Linked DNA regions of Zea mays: region 1 is linked to region 2. The links are chromatin contacts, called in public Hi-C maps. All regions are on one chromosome and are shown on one strand. Each heading gives the region's core, a stretch centred on a gene start, on an enhancer-like site or on the middle of the called end of the contact. The rest is flanking DNA. Distances are from core to core; before and after follow the strand shown. Region 1 holds the start of LOC100194201. Region 2 holds the start of LOC100282144 (IAA-amino acid hydrolase ILR1).

What was found. Hi-C and Micro-C count contacts between places; a contact is called where the count stands out from the background.
Region 1: a contact with region 2 is called in a Hi-C map of ear, with 2.1 times the contacts expected there. The contact joins the promoter of LOC100194201 here to the promoter of LOC100282144 in region 2. A contact is called at or near these places in 2 of 25 Hi-C or Micro-C datasets (ear and tassel).

Annotation. Positions count from the first base shown.
Region 1 is chr5:114,383,822-114,388,525 of Zm-B73-REFERENCE-NAM-5.0, reverse strand. It overlaps LOC100194201, which reads left to right and starts at 3,021. Exons shown (of 4, transcript NM_001139246.1): 1 at 3,021-3,068; 2 at 3,134-3,533; 3 at 3,632-3,736; 4 at 3,832-4,206. The coding sequence starts at 3,145. The coding sequence ends at 3,838.
Region 2 is chr5:113,761,970-113,766,711 of Zm-B73-REFERENCE-NAM-5.0, reverse strand. It overlaps LOC100282144 (IAA-amino acid hydrolase ILR1), which reads left to right and starts at 2,132. Exons shown (of 5, transcript NM_001155056.1): 1 at 2,132-2,534; 2 at 3,605-3,730; 3 at 3,993-4,307; 4 at 4,398-4,526; 5 at 4,624-4,742. The coding sequence starts at 2,169.

The DNA.
Region 1 (4,704 bases), core at 1,772-4,271, 620 kb before region 2:
TATATATATATATATATATATATATATATATATATATATATATATATATATGGGTACAGGCTGTTTGTTGTGCAAAGATGATACTACCTCTTTTTTTTATTTGACGTTGCTTAGTTCAAATTTGAACTGTATAGCGAACGGAGGGAGTACATATTTATAGTTTAATCTTCAGTTTTTCAATTTTATAGTTTATCAGTTCATGCCTAGACATTTCCATTGAAATCTGCACATCTTGAAGGTCTTGTTGGCCCCACCAGTCAAAAAGCACTTGATAGAACATAGGGTTGTTGCTGAAGATCATTTGTGCTCTGTTACAAAGTCTTAATTTTAATCTGAGTATGCTTGTTACCATAAAAGCTAAAGGCCCTGGCTGTTTCTTCTTGGTTGTGTAAAAGCAGAGAATCAAAGCATGTTAGGGGCTATCAAGTGATCGCTTCCTTTGGAGTTTGGTCATGGTCATGCATGGAAGCACTTCCCTAGGAGAGAATCCAAAACTAGCTTTTGGCCCCTCAGTTTTTTACAATACTCCATGATTTCTATCTGCTTCTCCTTTCACTTCACCCAAGAGAATGGAATGGAAGAGAAGGCATATCATCCTATGGTTTTGAAACCTATATCTTTGGTAGCATCTACTACCATGACTGCTAGTACTTGTAACAGCACGGTAACATAAAAGAAATGAAATAAATGCAGTAGATAAAAAGCGAAAGTAAATCCAGTAATATAAAACCTCAAGGATTAGCATGATAAAAGGATAAGGGAAACAACACAGGGGATTTAAAACACAACCGAAAATTAAAAGGATGTCCAAAGAGTTATAAAGGCAGTGGTCAACGCCACCCTTCAGGCACTCTCACCAGTTATGCATCAGCTCCTCTCTTTGCTTGCTTTCTGCCCAGGAATCATTTTTTTATCTCGTTTTGTGCGTGAAATCTTTCTCTGCATTCGAAAATTCCCTCTCTTACAGCGAAAAAGATAAAGCCTGGTTCTCAATGCTTACCATCTCAGCAATTCAATTGGCTATGTGCCTATGTCTTGATTTTTAGTTTTGGCTTTTCTTTCTCTTCTCTCACTTTCACCCATTCAATTTTGTATCATCTGACCGTCTTCGAGTATGCATTTGCATTTCGATAACCAACAATTGCTATTTTTAGTATATGAGGAAAAAACGCTAGGGCCCAAGTGGTATATCAGTTTGTGCCAAAAGTAAGATAGCTCGGGTCATTTGGTGAGCAGAACTGGGGTAAAATGTATTTGCTTCTCAACCATATCATATTTGTTTAAAGACATTTGTTTTTTTTTGCATGAACGTATCCAGGGGGTAGGGGTGGGGAGCTTCTCTTAATTTTTTTTCCTTTCTGCAAAGAAAAAGTTTCTCACATGTTGGATCCACTTAGTTGAGAAGATAGTGTGTTCTTTAACTAGTGCTAATTTCTCTTTTGTCACATGCACATCCTGTTGTACTCTCTCTCTCTCTCTCTCTCTCTTGGAAATTATAAAATGTTATAGTTTTTCTAGGTACATCACCTTTATTATATATGTAGATAGTGTAAATCAAGTGCATAGCAAAAGCTATATATATATGTAGAAATGCCGAAATATATATTTTGTAATTTAGAATGGTGGAAGTAGATGTTACGCTGTTGGTAAGCTGCTGAACACTTTATGCTCCTATCTGTCTTTGCATTTAGAATATTCACTTGGTAAGGCAGTGTCTTCATATTCATACTTGTTCCTTCTTATCCGGAAAATCAGCTAGTCCATTTCTGATCCGGAACACCTACTTTTTTGCATCTTCTTAGAAATATTTCTCTGACAATTAATTATGGAACTCTTTTTGTCATATTAGTGATAGTGTATATATATATATATATATATATATATATATATATATATATATATATATATATATATATATATATATATATATATATATATATATATATATATATATATATATATATATATATATATATATATATATGGTTCAGAAACCTAATTATCACCAGCTAATTATGGCTATGGAAGGGACCTCTAAATTCATGAAAAAAGGGTGTTTGTGTTGAAAGAGGCTTGCTTACATCAAGTTATGCTGAATAAATGATATGGGTGGGCCATGGACTTGTTGTAGATTGCTCGACAGAAATGGTTATAGCGCTGAGTTGATGTGATGGTTGCTTGGAATGGATTCCATTGTCTTTTCTCAATAATTGATAGTAAAAGAAAGCAAAGCTAGCATTGAATATCAGAAACAGGAATGACCTTTTTCTTTAGCTGCATGAATCAAAGGTTGTATATATATCGATGATAAATAAGCATAGGTTTACAATGACAGGCTCCATTCTTAACACTATTTGCATCAGAATCTAATAAGTGCTAATTTTAGGTTTTGCCTTTCCTTTCATATATTTTGTGCGATGGTCGATGTAGTGCGATGAGTTGTACTGTTGGCATACATTATGTTTTCTGTCTTTTAGCACAGATATGTTTGTTGTTTTGGAACGTGTTATACCTTCAAAATTAGGAAGTTAACTGCATCGACTTGAAGTATGCCATGAAAACAGAGAATATTTACATGCACGCCATATTTCGGATGCTATACCAACCTAGCTCCTTCTCAAATTTCATACTGCAGCGTTATCCTGTATTTTGGATAGACATTGTGAGCACACGCCATATTTCCTAAGCACAAGAATACGAAGAAGAAGTGCGCATCCCTCCATCCCATGTCTCAAAAGATGTTGCCACGGCAGGCTAAGATGCAGGGCAAAGTAGGCATTCAAACTCCCTCCCCATAATTCTTTTTCCCTTTAATGACGCTTTCTCTTCTTTTCTTTAACTCCCCCTCTTAGCTTTCTTTCTTTCTTTTCTTCTTCTAGTTTTACGTGATTCCCTTGTTCTTCGCGGGCACCAAGAATCAAAGGCACAAAGATAGGCTCACCCTCGGTTTCAGCATCCCCTCCAAACTTCGCTATAAATACCCCTGCACAGACGCACCTTGCTGCATCACCATTTCGCTAGCTCCATAGCACTTGTTCCAGCTAGCTAGGAGAGAGAGCTTTGTTTAGGTAATTTAGCTTTGTGTATATCTTCTTGGTTCTAGCTCTTTGAAATTTTTTTTATCTGGGTGCAGGCGGCGGCAAGATGAACAGGAAGCCAGGAGACTGGGACTGCAGGGCGTGCCAGCACCTCAACTTCAGCCGTCGGGATGCATGCCAGCGCTGCAGTGAACCACGTGGAGTTGGTGATCGTAGCGGCGGTGGTGGCGACTTGGGTGGGCGTGGTGGTTCCTCCTTCGGCGGTGGCTTTGGTGCTGGCTCTGATGTCCGCCCTGGTGACTGGTACTGCTCCTGCGGCGCACACAACTTCGCCAGCCGCTCCAACTGCTTCAGGTGCTCTGCCTACAAGGAGGAGGCTGCCGGCGCCTTTGATAGTGACATGTCACGCTCACGCGGCTACGCCGGCTTCGGCAGCGGCGCTGCCGCCCGTACCAACCGCCCCGGTTGGAAGTCTGGAGACTGGATCTGCACCAGGTGCTGCGTCGTGTTTTAATTTGTGGCTTCTTTCTGTCTGCATGCATATGTGCATGGAATGATGAGGTTGCTGAATAATATATATATTTTACGTACAGGTCCGGTTGCAACGAGCACAACTTCGCTAGCAGGATGGAATGTTTCAGGTGCAACGCGCCACGGGACTCCGGTAGCGCTGCCACGACGACCTACGAAAACTACTTGTAATTTACCAAATAAATCCATATATTTCCTCCTTTAATTTTGCTGGCTGCTGTGTGTGCATGCATGATCTGACCGAACGTTCCGTTTGCTGCAGGCACTGAGGTGTAGGTAGAGCAAAGTTTACAGCTATAGCGCGCGTCGACGAAGCAGGAGCAGCAGCAGCAGCATGAATTGAAGAGGAGTCCTCATCATCACATCATAAGGGAGCAGCAGTAGATTTAATTGCAAAATTAAAGACACCCGCGATGCATGCCCTATCACTAGTTTTGTTCCACCGGTACCCCTACCGCGCGTTTCTTTTAAGATTTGGTTCCCCATTTATCTGGGGACAGTAGACCCCAGATGAGACCTATGTTTGCTGTTTCATTTTCAGTTACGTTCGTCTCCGCATGCATGTTTGCGCTTGGATCTGATGTAACCCCAAAACGCTTGCTTCACAAGTACTATTAACTAGTTCTGTTGCCTTCCTATATAATATCTTGTTCATGTGTATGGGTAAATAGTTCTGACGGATGCTGGGAGGCTTCAGATAACGTTTTAGCTAGCTTCATGCACGTGCATGCAACGGAACGCGTCGTGTGAAGAAGACCGCATGCATGTTTGTCACTGTCCGCATTGGATGCTCTTTGAACTCGCCCATGCCTTGTCTTTAGCTCTCTTCGAGCCCAAGTCATTTACTGCTGTGCCGGCCGATAAGGCGCTTGCAGCTTGAGCCGCGCCTGAGCCGGAGGCTGTCTGTCTGAGAGGAAAGATCCCATCTATCTCAGTCAAAAGCGGCCGGCCAGCTCCCTCCCACGCCCCAGTACCCCACCCAGACGCACGTCGCCGCCGCAGCGGGCCGGCTCTGGGCCTGAGGAAGATCCCTTCTTCGATCGCCTCGACTCCTTTGAGACCTTTATACATGCATGTGCACTGTGCTTTTTAGCTTTGCCCGCGCGGCGGCTTCTTTCCTCCCTCTGCCTGCCTG
Region 2 (4,742 bases), core at 883-3,382:
AGACTCAGTGGATGCCTTGGACATCTTGTTATAATAAATTAATTTTCCGCTATTTACTTTGAGCATTGTGTGATGATGACCAATTATGTAATCGCTATGTACGTGAGTTTCTGATCCTTGCACGTACATGGTTCGCATTCGGTTTGCCTTCCAAAACCGGGTGTGACAGTGCTAGAGTCATAAGGGAAGTCACATACGTAGAGTGGTTGGGCAACACAATCATGGTTAAGAACTCCAACATCAAATGGAGGATGTGTATTAATTTCACATACCTCAAAGCATGCTCGAAGGATGAGGTTCCACTACCAAGAATTTATTCCCCATCTATGCATGCATGTGTGTTCACGTTCCAAAAAAAATAGAATGTTTCAAAAAAAAGTTATCGATACAAGAAATTTAAAAAGTTTCATCACTTAATCTTTTTGAATGAGCTAGGTTGTCTTCAGATCCGTAATAGCTAGCAGGCCTTCAACAGATGCTAAGAACTCGTGAATATGCGAGGTCCTACTAAATATCCTTTATTAATCGATCGGCCTACCAACATCACAAATCAACAGATGCATGCACAGACTCAAAGCGACCAGTCCAAAAAAAGCTCGAAGGAGCATTACTCCAGCACCTCAAAGAACAACATAACTATAGCATCGTATATTTGATAAATGGAAGAAATTTCTGAGATTAAAAAATGCCTTTAGGACAGATCTATACATGCATGTGTGCTCACGTTCCAAAAAACAAATGGAATGTTTCAAAAAAGGTATCCATACAAGAATTTTAAAAGGCTGTATCACTAAATCTTTTGAAATGAGCTAGGTCGTCTTCAGATCCGAAATAACTAGCATGCCTTCAACAGATGCTAAGGACTCGTGAATATGCAAGGTCCTACTCAGTATCGTCCCTTCGTAATCGGATCGGCCAACCAACACCACACATCAACATATGCATGCACAGACTCAAAGCGACCAGTCCAAAAAAAACTCAAAGGAGCATTACTCCAGCATCTCAAAGCACAACATAACTATAGCATCGTATACTTGATAAAATGGAACAAATTTCTGAGATTAAAAATGCATTTAGGACAGATCTATGCATGCATGTGTGCTCACGTTCCAAAAAATAAATAGAATGTTTCAAAAAAGTTATCCATACAAGAATTTTAAAAAGATGCATCACTAAATCTTTTGGAATGAGCTAGATCGTCTTCAGATCCGAAATAACTAGCATGCCTTCAACAGATGCTAAGGACTCGTGAATATGCGAGGTCTTAATAAGTATCCCTTCGTAATCAATTGGCCAACCAACATCATACATAAAGAGATACATGCACAGACTCAACCTGTCCAAAAAAGCTCGAAAGAGCATTACTCCAACGTCTCAAAGCGCAACATAACTATTGCATCGTATATTTGATAAAATGAAACAAATTTGAGACTAAAAAATGCCTTCAGGACAGATCTATGCATGCATATTCCAAAAATAATAACTATAATGTGTCAATAAAAAGTTATCAATACAAGAATTTTAAAAAGCTTCATCACTGAATCTCTTGGAGTGAGCTAGATCGTCTTCAGATCTGAAATAGCTAGTAGGCCTTCAACAGATGCTAAGGACTCGTGAATATACGAGGTCCTAAGTATACCTTGGTAATCGATGGGACAACCAACATCACACATCAACCGATGCATGAGCGACCAGTTCAAAAAAGCTCCAAGGAGCATTACTCCATCATCGTATATTTGAAAAAATGAAAAAAAATTCTGAGATTAAAAAATGCCTTTAGGACAGATCGATGCATGCATGTTTGCTCACGTCGAAAAAAATAAATAAAATGTTTCAAAAATGCCTTTAGGACAGATCGATGCATGCATGTTTGCTCACGTCGAAAAAAATAAATAAAATGTTTCAAAGAAAAGTTATCAATATAAGAATTTAAAAAAGCTGAATCACTGAATCTTTTAAAATGAGCTAGGTCATCTTTAGATCCGAAATAGCTCGACTCGTGAATATGCAAGGTCTAGGTCCTACTGACTATCCCTCCGTAATCGGATCGGCCAACTAAAATTACACATCAACAGATGCATGCGACCAGTCCAAAAAAGCTCAAAGTAGTATTACTCCAGTTTCTCAAAGCACAACACATTAGTTATTTGCAAATTAATACAAGTGCCATGGCCGCCTTCGCCTCAGCTATCCTCTTCACCGTACACTTAGCGCTTGCATTTCCCTTCCGCTTGTCGTCGGCGGAGGCGCCGCCACTACTCGGAGCCGTCGTTGGAGAACAACAGCCGCTCCTCGAGGAGGCGCGCACGCCCAGGTTCGTCACGTGGCTCCGCGGCGTGCGGCGCCGCATCCACCAGCGGCCCGAGCTGGCCTTCCAGGAGCACCGCACCAGCGAGCTCGTGCGCGCTGAGCTCGACGCAATCGGCGTGCCCTACAGGTGGCCAGTCGCCCAGACCGGCGTTGTGGCCACCATTGCTGGTAGCGCCGGGCCCACGGTCGCGCTCCGGGCCGACATGGACGCGCTCCCCGTGCAGGTCTGTGTATGAGTATGAACAAACAAAATTTAGGGGTTTTTTTTGTGTTTGCTAATAATATGGACATTCCAACATTATACTAGTAGAAGCTTCAGGCATATTTGTTGGTAATAATATATTACAAGACATATGAAACGGAAGTCTATTGTTATATACCATGTGTTTGGTTCCATTCCCTGTTGGTGCAACTATATTTGCATATACAAAATGCAGTGGTTCGCTGTATTGCAAGAGACAGGTCAGCACGAACCTCAAAGCGCCGCGAGCCAGGCCCGGTGGGAACGCCCAGCGCGGTCGCACGCGCGTGGCCAGGCTTGGTTGAGCCGACTGTTTACTCAAGCACGCGGTCGCACGCGCGTGGCCAGGCTTGCCTAAGCCGACTGTTTACTCAAGCACGCAAATCGAGATGTTGGTTTTTTTTTGGTTTTTTTGTTATATCTTGTAATTAAAAGATTTAATTACCGAACCGATTTCATATCTGTGTTTTTGATATTTTTACGAACGAAACTAGACCACACATGCTATGTATATTTTAAATAAAAAATTACGTGATTAAGATTAGTATATAATTAGTGTTTATTAACATATAGTTAGCGTCTATGAAATAATTTTAACATATAATTATTGTCTACTAATACAATTTTTATTTATTTAATAACACTTTTAACTCATACAATAAATATTCATACCGGTAACTAAACAACATCTCTCATAAACCAGACTGATCGCATGTAGACAACCAAACACAAGAAGTTGCATGTGTTCAGTCAGACCAGTCAGAGCCAGACTCACTAGATACGAGTCAGGCTCAGCCATGCAGGCAACTAAACAGGCCCATAGAGAATTTTCCAAGCCGGCATGAGAGTTTTTTTTAATGTCAATGTTCTAGGGTTGTCTTACTTCTATAGCAGTTCGAGTTTTTTATTGTTAGTTCACCAGTAAGATTTAGCAATGGTACATGTATGTATCCGATAGAACATGAATTGGATGTGGTCCTGGCTAACCACGACCATGAATCGGATGCGCCATATTGCTCAGTACTTGAATTGGTATTAGTCGTCCTTTTGCAGGAAATGGTCGATTGGGCATACAAGAGCCAAGAAAGTGGGAAAATGCATGCTTGTGGGCACGATGCGCACACAACAATGCTCCTAGGAGCTGCTAAGCTACTTCAAGCTCGGAAGGGTGACTTGAAGGTATCATATATATATCTGCAATTCAAACCACCTGAATTTGTAAATAGCATAGAACTGTCAGTGTAGTTCGTTAAGAAGAAAAAAAGGAAGAAAGAACTGTCAGTGTAGTTCGTTAAGAAGAAAAAAAAAAGAAGGAAGAAAGAACTGTCAGTGTAGTTCGTTCAAGAAAAGAAGGAAGAAAGAACTGTCATTGTTATGGTTTTTTCTCTTCACTAGATCATTTTCGCATTCCATGCTAGCTCACAGTTATTTCCTTCGTCAGGGTGCTGTAAAGCTTGTGTTCCAACCATCAGAGGAGGGCTATGGCGGAGCCTACTACGTCTTGCAAGAAGGTGCTCTTGACGGCGTGTCAGCCATATTTGGCTTGCATGTGGACCCAGCACTTCCAGTAGGTGTCGTCGCATCAAGGCCAGGACCATTCACAGCGACAGCGGGTCGGTTCTCTGCAACTATTCGTGGGAAAGGTGGTCATGCCGCAGTACCCCATGAATCCGTCGACCCTGTTGTGGTTGCAGCCACTGCAATCCTCAGCCTTCAGCAAATCGTTGCTCGTGAAGTGGATCCCCTCCATGGTGCAGTAAGTGGTCGGTCATAAGCTGTGTAGAAATTCAGGAAGATTGTTGCCTCCTCTCTGTTGCTACTTAATAGTATATAATTAATCTTCCAGGTGGTATCTATCACTTTCGTGAAAGGAGGAGAAGCTTTCAATGTTATCCCGGAGTCTGTCACCTTTGGCGGCACAATGAGGAGCATGACAGATGAAGGTTTGTCGTATCTCATGAAGAGGGTTAAAGAGGTAATTAACTAACTTCCTCTAAGACCTGAACCTATGTAAACACATCATAGTCTCTTGCTTCTACAATCGATAAATGCATGCACGTACACGTGAGCAGATTGTGGAAGGACATTCTTCGGTACATCACTGTACTGCTTCATTGGACTTCATGGAGGAGGAGATGAGGCCATATCCTGCTGTGGCCAACGACGAACGGATGTATGCCCATGCAAGGGC